Linked DNA regions of Mus musculus: region 1 is linked to region 2. The links are chromatin contacts, called in public promoter capture Hi-C maps. All regions are on one chromosome and are shown on one strand. The core of a region is the stretch at or near the end of the contact, and the rest is flanking DNA. Distances in the headings are between cores, read along the strand shown. Region 1 has its middle 69 kb from the start of Gm14062. Region 2 holds the start of Snap25 (synaptosomal-associated protein 25).

The links. Promoter capture Hi-C pulls out the DNA fragments that hold promoters and counts their contacts.
Region 1: a promoter capture Hi-C map of the 3T3-L1 cell line shows a contact between it and region 2, with 5 times the contacts expected there. The contact joins the enhancer-like site here to the promoter of Snap25 in region 2. A contact is called at or near these places in 5 of 39 promoter capture datasets (the 3T3-L1 cell line, cranial neural crest, hippocampal neurons and 1 more), 1 of 115 datasets of contacts at active chromatin or transcription factors (astrocytes) and 1 of 9 other capture datasets (pancreatic islet).

What each region holds. Positions count from the first base shown.
Region 1 is chr2:137,806,126-137,810,533 of GRCm38.p6, forward strand. No RefSeq gene overlaps it. Among named protein-coding and RNA genes, the nearest start is that of Gm14062, 69 kb to the right of the region's middle. Within about 2 kb of position 1,641, at least 46 of the 459 cell types and tissues checked have an H3K27ac peak or open chromatin away from gene starts, as enhancers often do.
Region 2 is chr2:136,711,803-136,716,176 of GRCm38.p6, forward strand. It overlaps Snap25 (synaptosomal-associated protein 25), which reads left to right and starts at 1,648. Exons shown (of 8, transcript NM_011428.3): 1 at 1,648-1,798. Gm32659 (a long non-coding RNA gene) reads right to left here and starts at 2,536. Exons shown (of 3, transcript XR_375013.3): 1 at 2,071-2,536.

The DNA.
Region 1 (4,408 bases), core at 391-2,890, 1.1 Mb after region 2:
CTTCTTCTCTGTCTCTTCCCTTTTGGTTTCTTTCTACATTCCTGGCTTCTGCAGTTACTCCACATTATCCAAACCAAAGATTCAGAGCTAGGATCCATAATTAAGAGTAAACATGCAGTTTTTTTTTTCTTTCTTTCTGGGTTTGAGTTACCTTACACAGTCTAATATTCTTCAGCTGTATGCAGTTACCTACATATTTCATGACTCTGTTTTATACAGCTGAATAGTAATCTATTGAGTATATTTAGGTCATTCCATTTCCTAGTTGTGAATAGAGAAGCAAAGAACTTGGCTGAGGTAGTGGTGGTGGAGGAGGTTGCTGCGTGTTTTGAGTGTATACTAACATAGCAAGGTCATATGGCAGATCCACTTTGGCTTTCTGGTAACTCTTCATACTGATTTTCTATAGTGGCTGAACTTGTTTCCATCCAACTGAACAGTGAGAGATGCTCTCCCTTTCACCATGGCCTCATCAGCATTTGTTGTCAGTTATGGCTTTTTTATTCCACATTAGCCATGCTGAGTAGGGCAAGACAAAAATCTCGAAGTCCTTTTAATTCGCATCTCCATAATTACTGAGAACGTTAAACATTTTTGAATATTTTAAACTTTTTACTGCCTTCATTTTTTGCTTGTTTTTGTTTGTTTGTTTGTTTGTTTGTTTGTTTTTAAACAGGGTTTTCCCTGTGTAACAGCATTGGCTATCCTAGAACTCACTTTGTATACCATGCTAGCCTCCAACTCACAAAAATCCACCTGGCACTGCCTCTTGAGTGCTGGGATTAAAGACCACAGCATATAATATATTTTGACCATATTCCTTTTCCTATCAGATGATACCCACTCCCTACAAGAAATATCTGTTCCGATTAATAGTCCATTTTTAATTGCATCATTTGTTTTCTTAATTACTTGGTTATTATTGTTCTTGTTTTTTATATGTTCTAAATATTAATCTGCTACCAGATATATAGCTGGCAAATATTGTTCCCACTCTTTGCATTTCTTCTTCACTTGATTGTTTCCCTTGCTATCCATAAGACCTTTAGTTTTATGAAGTTTATATAGGCAGTCAGTGCCCTTAATACCTGACTTTCTTTAAGGATCTCACACTTATTCTTTATATCTTTCTCCGTGTATGACATTGTCACTTTCAAGATGGGTTGCTGGATATATGATCTTCATTTTGCTTCTCTAAGTTTTCTGACCTACCACCAGGCATGAAGTAGCACTGCTGAGGATGCTAGAGGCAACAGTTAGATTACCTCTTTGCAGTAATGTAATGGGTAGAAAAAGACCCCAAGTTTTATAAACAGTATGTTGGGCTCTATCAAGGTGACATAATGGTTTTGTGATGGGAGACATCTCTGCTGACCCCTGAGGGTCATGGGGAAGCTGTCATACATTCTTGCTTTTTCAGTGATGTCCAGGGCTGTGCTTTCCATGAACTCTATCATAACAGATCTGACTGAATGAACCAATCAATCAGTGATGGCTGGAGGTTCTGGCCTTGGCCGTGGGAAGCACTTTGGTTTATGGAGCCTTTAAACTTCTGTTATGAGGAGCTGTTTAGACAAGTTAAGTTGTACAGTTTCACTTTGGGGAGGAAAGAGATTTTCCTTCAGTTTTTATTCATTACTTATTGCAAAAGTGATTTTGCAATGACGGATTTCGAAATTTCTTCCTGGGCTTCTAAACCACCATGGTGTTCAGCAAGCCCAAGCAAGTTTTCAAAAGCAGGGTTTTCCCTTCAAGTCTTACCTCTCAAGCTGCTAGAAGGAAGCTTTGCATATCCGTGTATGTGTAGGGCACAGAACTGATACAAGAATGGTGGAAGGACTGTAGCAGTAGGTGATGGATGTGTCCTCAGAATTTTGCCCCTCCTTAAATACTTCCCATTGATCACAAAATCTCCTGCTAAGATACAGGTTCTGTGGCTTGCCTTACAGCACACTGTTCGTGAGTCCTATTTTGTGCTTCTCTAGCATGGTTTCCACTGTATAATTTCCAAAGCAAAGACACTGAAGCTTGTTCCAGAAATGTCCTTTTCAATGATTGAGCAATGAAATAAATACACACACACACAAAAAAAGCAGAATGGGGGAAATGGTGAGTGTTTGAGTCATTGGGTAGTTTTGTCCTTTTCTGTATTTTTATTAGAGTTTTCTTTTATGATTATTGATCTCCATTAGCATTATAATTATAAATACTTGATAAGTTTCTCTCTTTGATCTGGCCTACTTGTCATTCAACAGTCTTTTAAAGGGTGGATTCTTTCTTTCAATCTTGACATTTGCTATTGTTCTCATCCCTGAATGGCTTGCTTGCTGCTCTCAAAAGCTGCCCAGCATCACTGAGAGAGTATATTGCAGTATCAAGTACCATGGCTTCAGGCTCTGCCACAGCTGCCCACTTTCTAAAAGCTCCCTTTATTCTTTACAACTGCACTTACTCAATTGAGACTAACAAATGTCAGCTCTTTTCTACCTTTCATACAGCGGGTGCATGCACGAGCACAAGCACTCGCACGCGCGCGCGCGCGCACACACACACACACACACACACACACACACACACACACACACAAACCCCTTGCAAGTGTAATAAATCCCTATTTCTGCACAGGATGCATTAATATACCTTGCAATTGCCTGCCCCTGTTGGTTTTAGTCCTTGGCCCTTTTATTCCCTTCCTTTGTACTTCAGCTTCCTCAGCTCCGGTATTCCCAGCCTTAAAATCCAAGTTGCAAATGCAAAAAAACAGGCCCACCCATTTAGGAGGAATTGAATGGTTCTGATTGTAACAAACATACTTCTGCATGGCTCTGCTCACTGAAGCACTCCGAGTTTGGCTCATGAGAAGCAGCAAATCTTAAATTCAAGACTAATCTATGAGTCTCAGACTGAAAAGCACTGTGGGGGAAAACGGGAATAGGCAATGGAGCATTGTGTTACAGAACATTATATACAATAGGCACACTATATTATGGCATATATTGTATGTATCTGCATACAATATATTTTTTACCAGACCCCATACACATACACATGTGTGCATACATACACACATGCATGTGCATACACACACACACACACACACACACACACACACACACACACAGGACACCGCACACAGAGAAAAAAATAGAATCTTCCTACTCAGTGTGATTTGGTTTTTTTGCTTTTTTTTCAGCCTCATATAGTAATATTACTTCTTAGAAATAGCTATATTTTGATGTCTAGAATTAACCATGATGATAATAGCAGTAGGCAGTTTCCACAAACATGAAGATGGATCTATCTTCATTGAGTAAAACATATGAGATGAAAAACCCCTTTACTTCATCGCAGCCCACTAGGTAATGATCAAGGCTTTCCATACAAAGCTAGAAGTTTTCTGAAGACTTATTTATGGTTTTATAGAACAACTTAAAGGATTATTAAATTCATACGGACCTGTGAGTGCCCATGTCTCTTTAAAAATATGAATGGGAGCTTTCTCCAATCCTTGAAGAGTCAAGAGGTAGGTCATACTTGAGTGGTAGTATTTGCATATAGAATTTCTAAGGTTCCTTTTCAAACCAAAATTTCGTGACTCTCTGCTAATGCCATTTTTATTTTCATTCATTCATTCACTCATTCATTCATTCATCTCAAAGAACAGTCTACAGACCTTAAGCATTGACCTCAAGGTACTGCAGGAGACTTGGTTAGGAATGCCACCTGCCGCCTGAGGACCTGTACCACAAAAGGTCTCATATATACATAAAAATAGAGAAGTCCAATGGTCCTAATCCTTTTATTTATTGAATAATAAACTAATTGCCAAAACATGAAATGAATTCCCAAAGTTGCTACATGAATTTACAGCTCCTACAATTATGATTTTATTGTATGAATCAACTGTTTCTTTTAGAGTCTCTCTTTCCTGACTGTTTGGTTTTATCATTGATGTCTTGGGCTTGGCATGACACTATAGACATTTCCTAAGTCACCTGCATTAGGACCTTCTGCATTGGCAATGGTTTTGAGTGCATCACCCTCTAGGCACTTTCAGGCACTGAACATTTGAAAAAGGACTGGGACTGTTCAGTGCTAGAGGAGAAGACCTCTATCTTTATGTTATAGTGATGGCTCAGCTTTAACATGGGAAGGGGCATTTAAGGGCTTTGGTTTAGATAGAATGGAATATAGTAGTACCTTCACCTTTATTACAGGAAAAACAGATTACATTTGTCTTAGTACAAGAATAGTGTCCAACAAAAAAGAATCAAGGTTGTTATTTAAGAAATTGGGAAAAGAAGTAAAAGAATCTTTAGGTTCTTTTGTGAACTGAGCAATGTGTATGAACGTTCATAAACAAGCTAGGGCTCAAGGATGCCACAAGAACAAGGCTCACAGAATCAAC
Region 2 (4,374 bases), core at 398-2,897:
TCAAAATATCCTTTGGATCTTGGTATCTGTTAGAAAAAGGAAATTCTGCTCCTCTCCTATGTACATCCACCCAACCCCCTCCTCCCTCAGCTCCCCGTCTGTCTTCGCCTACAATTAAAAGCTTTATTACCTAAGCTTGCCTTTAAAACCAGCAAGCGTGGTGTGTGTGTGTGTGTGTGTGTGTGTGTGTGTGTGTGTGTGTGTTATCGAGACCGGGGCGGGGGGCGTTTACGCGTTGCTTTTCAGATCCAGTTTTAAGTGTGTGTGTGTGTGTGTGTGTGTGTGTGTGTGTGTGTGTGTGTGCGCGTGTGTGTTTCTAAGAGAAAAGGATTTTCCATCGCCCAAGAGGCCATCAAGTTTTAAGATTGCGAGGCACGACTTCTAATCGCATCCTCCGCGGAAAAGTACAAACAGTTCCTGAGACGAGGTCCCCCACCTCCCACGCGCTCCCCAGCTCTCCCTCCCTGCCTAGAACCCGGACAACCTCCCCAACACCTGTGAATCATCTAGAGGCTGCACCACCGAACTATTTGCATATCGCCGCCTGCCCTACCCAGCTCCTGACTGCTCCTGACGCACGACAAGCAAAGACAGGATTATATTGTGTGGTTATTACTTCTAATCTTTCATCTGAACCAGCAGAAGTAGACATTCTTGCTCATACCAGACCCAGAGGTTCAGAGGGTCGGCCACTGAAAGTGCTTGTGCAATGAGTGACCCTCCAGATTTCAGTACTGTCCTAGCCACCTTCCCCCCACCCCCACCCCCGGATGTCTGGACACGTTCTAAGAAACCCGAATACCGCTCTAGGCCCAGACTGCAAATTCAACCCGCCACAGAGTCATCTATAAGCCCCGGGCAAACAACTCGCAACTCAAAGCCCTAGCCCTGCAAACCCAAGCTAATAGGGCTAACTAGCTTCCCTCTCCCTTTCCCCAACTCAGGTGTTATCTCGGTGATAATTGCTCTGACGTACTTTAAAAGAAAGTGTGAGCCTTTCCCAAACTGGCCATGATTAAATGAGAACTCTAAACCTGCAATGCTGCTTTAATACAATAATTTTCATAAAAATAGCAATGTGAGTAACCTGGTCACGAAAGGAGCTGGTGAGAGCGAGAGCTGAGGGGAATGCCTCTTCGGACCCTCTTCTCTGGAGAAAATAAATCACAACAGAAATCTATGCCAATCCCTCACATCATTACCCTTCTATTCCTTTACCTTCCTCTCGTGTCTGTGACTCAACCAAAGACAAATCATCAGGGGAACGTTTTACATATAAATATGTATATGTTTACATTATTATAATTGTATATACATTCCAAACACACGTATTTACATACATATATTCACATATGCATGCACACGTAAGCAAACGCATAGGCCATCAGGAAAACAGTCGCAAGAAATATGTATTTCCCAAGACGGTGCTAAAATGGAGTCAAAAGAATCGCTCCATTTGGGTGTTTATAAAAGATTGAAATAAAAAGGGTTGCTGCAAAGCGCTCAGGGAGCTGAGTCAAGCGCTCCGCACCTCCCGGCTCCTCCCCTACCGCCCCCAGCCACCTTCCTCCCTCCGCCCTCCCCCATCACACTTCCTCCCCGCCCCTCGAGGAGCCGGCTATTAAAAGCTGCTGACGTCAAAGGAACGGCCATCTTTGATGAGGGCAGAGCTCACGTTGCATTGAAGAAGAAACCTCGGGGAGGTCTGGAGCTGTCTTTCCTTCCCTCCCTACCCGGCGGCTCCTCCACTCTTGCTACCTGCAGGGATCAGCGGACAGCATCCTCCGGAGAAGACAAGGTAAAGAGCCCCCTCCCCCGATCCAGGTCCTAGCCCTGTATGGCTGCATACACAGAAGGGACTGCAGCTGGCAGCCCAAGTGAGCCTGGGTAAATACAAGTATTGGTGCACTTAGGGTGCGGTATTCCCTGTGTGCATATCTACCTAGACTCTCGCCTGGGGCTGCATAAAAGTATTTTCGAGGTGAGCTGTTTGGAGAAGGAGTGAATGGGGACACTACAGATGGAGTGGTGGGAAGAAATAGCGAGGATGTGTACAGAATAATAACTTACTCTTTTGAAGCAGCCGTGGGACCCTCTTCCATCTTGCGATGCAGTTTTGAGATATGTTTAGGTTATTAGGATTGTGGGGTTTTTTTTCTACCTGTAGTCTAAAATTTAAAAGCAAAACACGATCTTGTAGTTCGTTCCAACCCTATGATTATGACTGTAGTGTTTAGGGCACTGCTACCCAAGGGAGATGAGAAGGCAGGGTGTGGGCGCTGGGGAGGCGAAAGGAGAAGGGGGGCAGTTCCCTCCCTGGGCAAGCTGAGCTGCGGCAGCGGCAGCGGCAGCAGCCTCCATGCCCCACAGACTTGATTTATGCCGCCTGCCCCAAGTCAGCTACAGGCGAGCATGTGCTGCAAAGTGGGAGAGCTCTGGAGGTTTGGTGCGGTGGGCTAGACTAGTGGGGGTGCGATGGCGGGAGCTCAGCACCCTGGACAGGAGTGCTCGGCGCCCGCGTCGGCGCCCTGACCTTTCAGCACCGCGGACAGCGATCCGGCTGCAGCGCCGCATTACCTGCTGCAGAGATGCCTGGCTGGGACTAGAGGCCAAATTTTCTCTCTGAGATCCAGGTCTTATAGAAAGTCTTAATAGAGCTCGCATAGTAGATTAAAAGAAAGACAGAAGAATAAATCCTGTCAGCAGGGATTTATTTACAGACAATTGCCTGCTCTCTTCCTCACTTCCCACGTAGCTTCAAGAAAAAGCAGACTACTTGTAGAAGCCTTCTGTATTTCTTCCTGTGCCTTGGTTTAGACAAAAACAAAACAACAAAACAAAACAAAACCATACTTTTAAAAACGGTCACTTATCCTCCATTACGACATATATACTGTAATTTTTTGTATTTAACACAGGGTAGATATATCCGTTGATATTAGGTGGGCTCCAGTGGGCTTATAAGATGATGCTAGTACTATCTATTTATAGGACAGTTCCTTCCCTGTGTTTTTTTTTAATATGGGTTATCTGAACTAGTTTCTGGAATAAATCCCTTTGTCACTTTTCCTTTATTCTTAAAACTAGGTAGAAACAAGCATACACAGCCAAAAGAAAAATTTCAATATCTTTGGCTGTGGTTTTGGAGTTAGTGCATTTCATATTAACATTGGATATGGCAGATTGATTGCTGTAGATGTTGACGTTAAGAATGGTCATCCTTGGGAGAAGTTAAACATGTCCTTCAGGGTTATGAATCGGCTGAAGCAGGAATCTGACCCCCAAGATTCACTGCAATTTCTATTATGGCACTGCAGGATTTTGCTGAGGTCATGATAACTATTTTCTTCTCTGAGGCTTAGAGACTCCGCATGAGCAAAAATTGTCATGATGATAAATATCTGTTTGATTTAGAGTCTCATAATTGTCATGAATGTATCAAGACTAAAATGATATGCTTTCCACAGTTGTTAAATGAGAATAACAGCTTCATATATAAGGATGTATATAATGCATTAAAGACATGCTAGCATGAACCCTTTTAAAGACCTCCTCCCAAAGGTCTTGAATTGTGTTCATTTAGTTATAACTCCAATCATCTGTCTCCCAAAGATACTAAAATTCTCTATTAAAAAGAGTTATTTTATCCCCAGCTATTTATTTGTGGGTTCTCTTTATAAAAATCATGTGTTTCCATGTATGTATATGCTGGCATATTATTGTGTGTAGATGTAAGTTGATCTCAGTGGAAATTCATTCCAGATTATTTAGCTGCATGGGAGTTTATAACTCTGAAATCTTCAGATATAATAAACAACTACGTTTCATTGATGGGAGGTGGAGGGGGGGGGGAGTATGGGGAGGAGTCTTATTTAAATGCTTTGCTGTTATAGTGCAAATCCAGACAGTTCTGCGCAGTTGCGTCAAATGCAAAGCCTAATGCTGCCTGAATTATGTGCTTGAACGTTAGTAATTACTGCTAGGTTTGCTGGATAGTGGAAGATGAAGGAAGGGGGCATAGCATTGCAGTAAAGCTGGCTAAGGTGCCGAGGTGGGAAAAAGAGGCAATATGAGTATTTATATAGCTGAATATATAGGAAAGTTAGCTGAGAAAATAAAAAGAAATGTACCTGTGACGTAGATTTAACATTTTTGTCATGGAAAATCTTCAGAAGGAAAAATAATAAGATGGTTTTTCTTCGTTTTAAAAATCCAGGACAATGTGATGAAGGAGGTGGGAGCAGAGAGGCATATGGAGAATCCAGGAAACATTCCTGCAGATGGTGGGATGGAACCTGCTTGTTTGTTTATTGTTGTTTTCCACATTTAGCATTCTCAGCACAAAATAATGTACAATTTCTACAATCTTTTCAT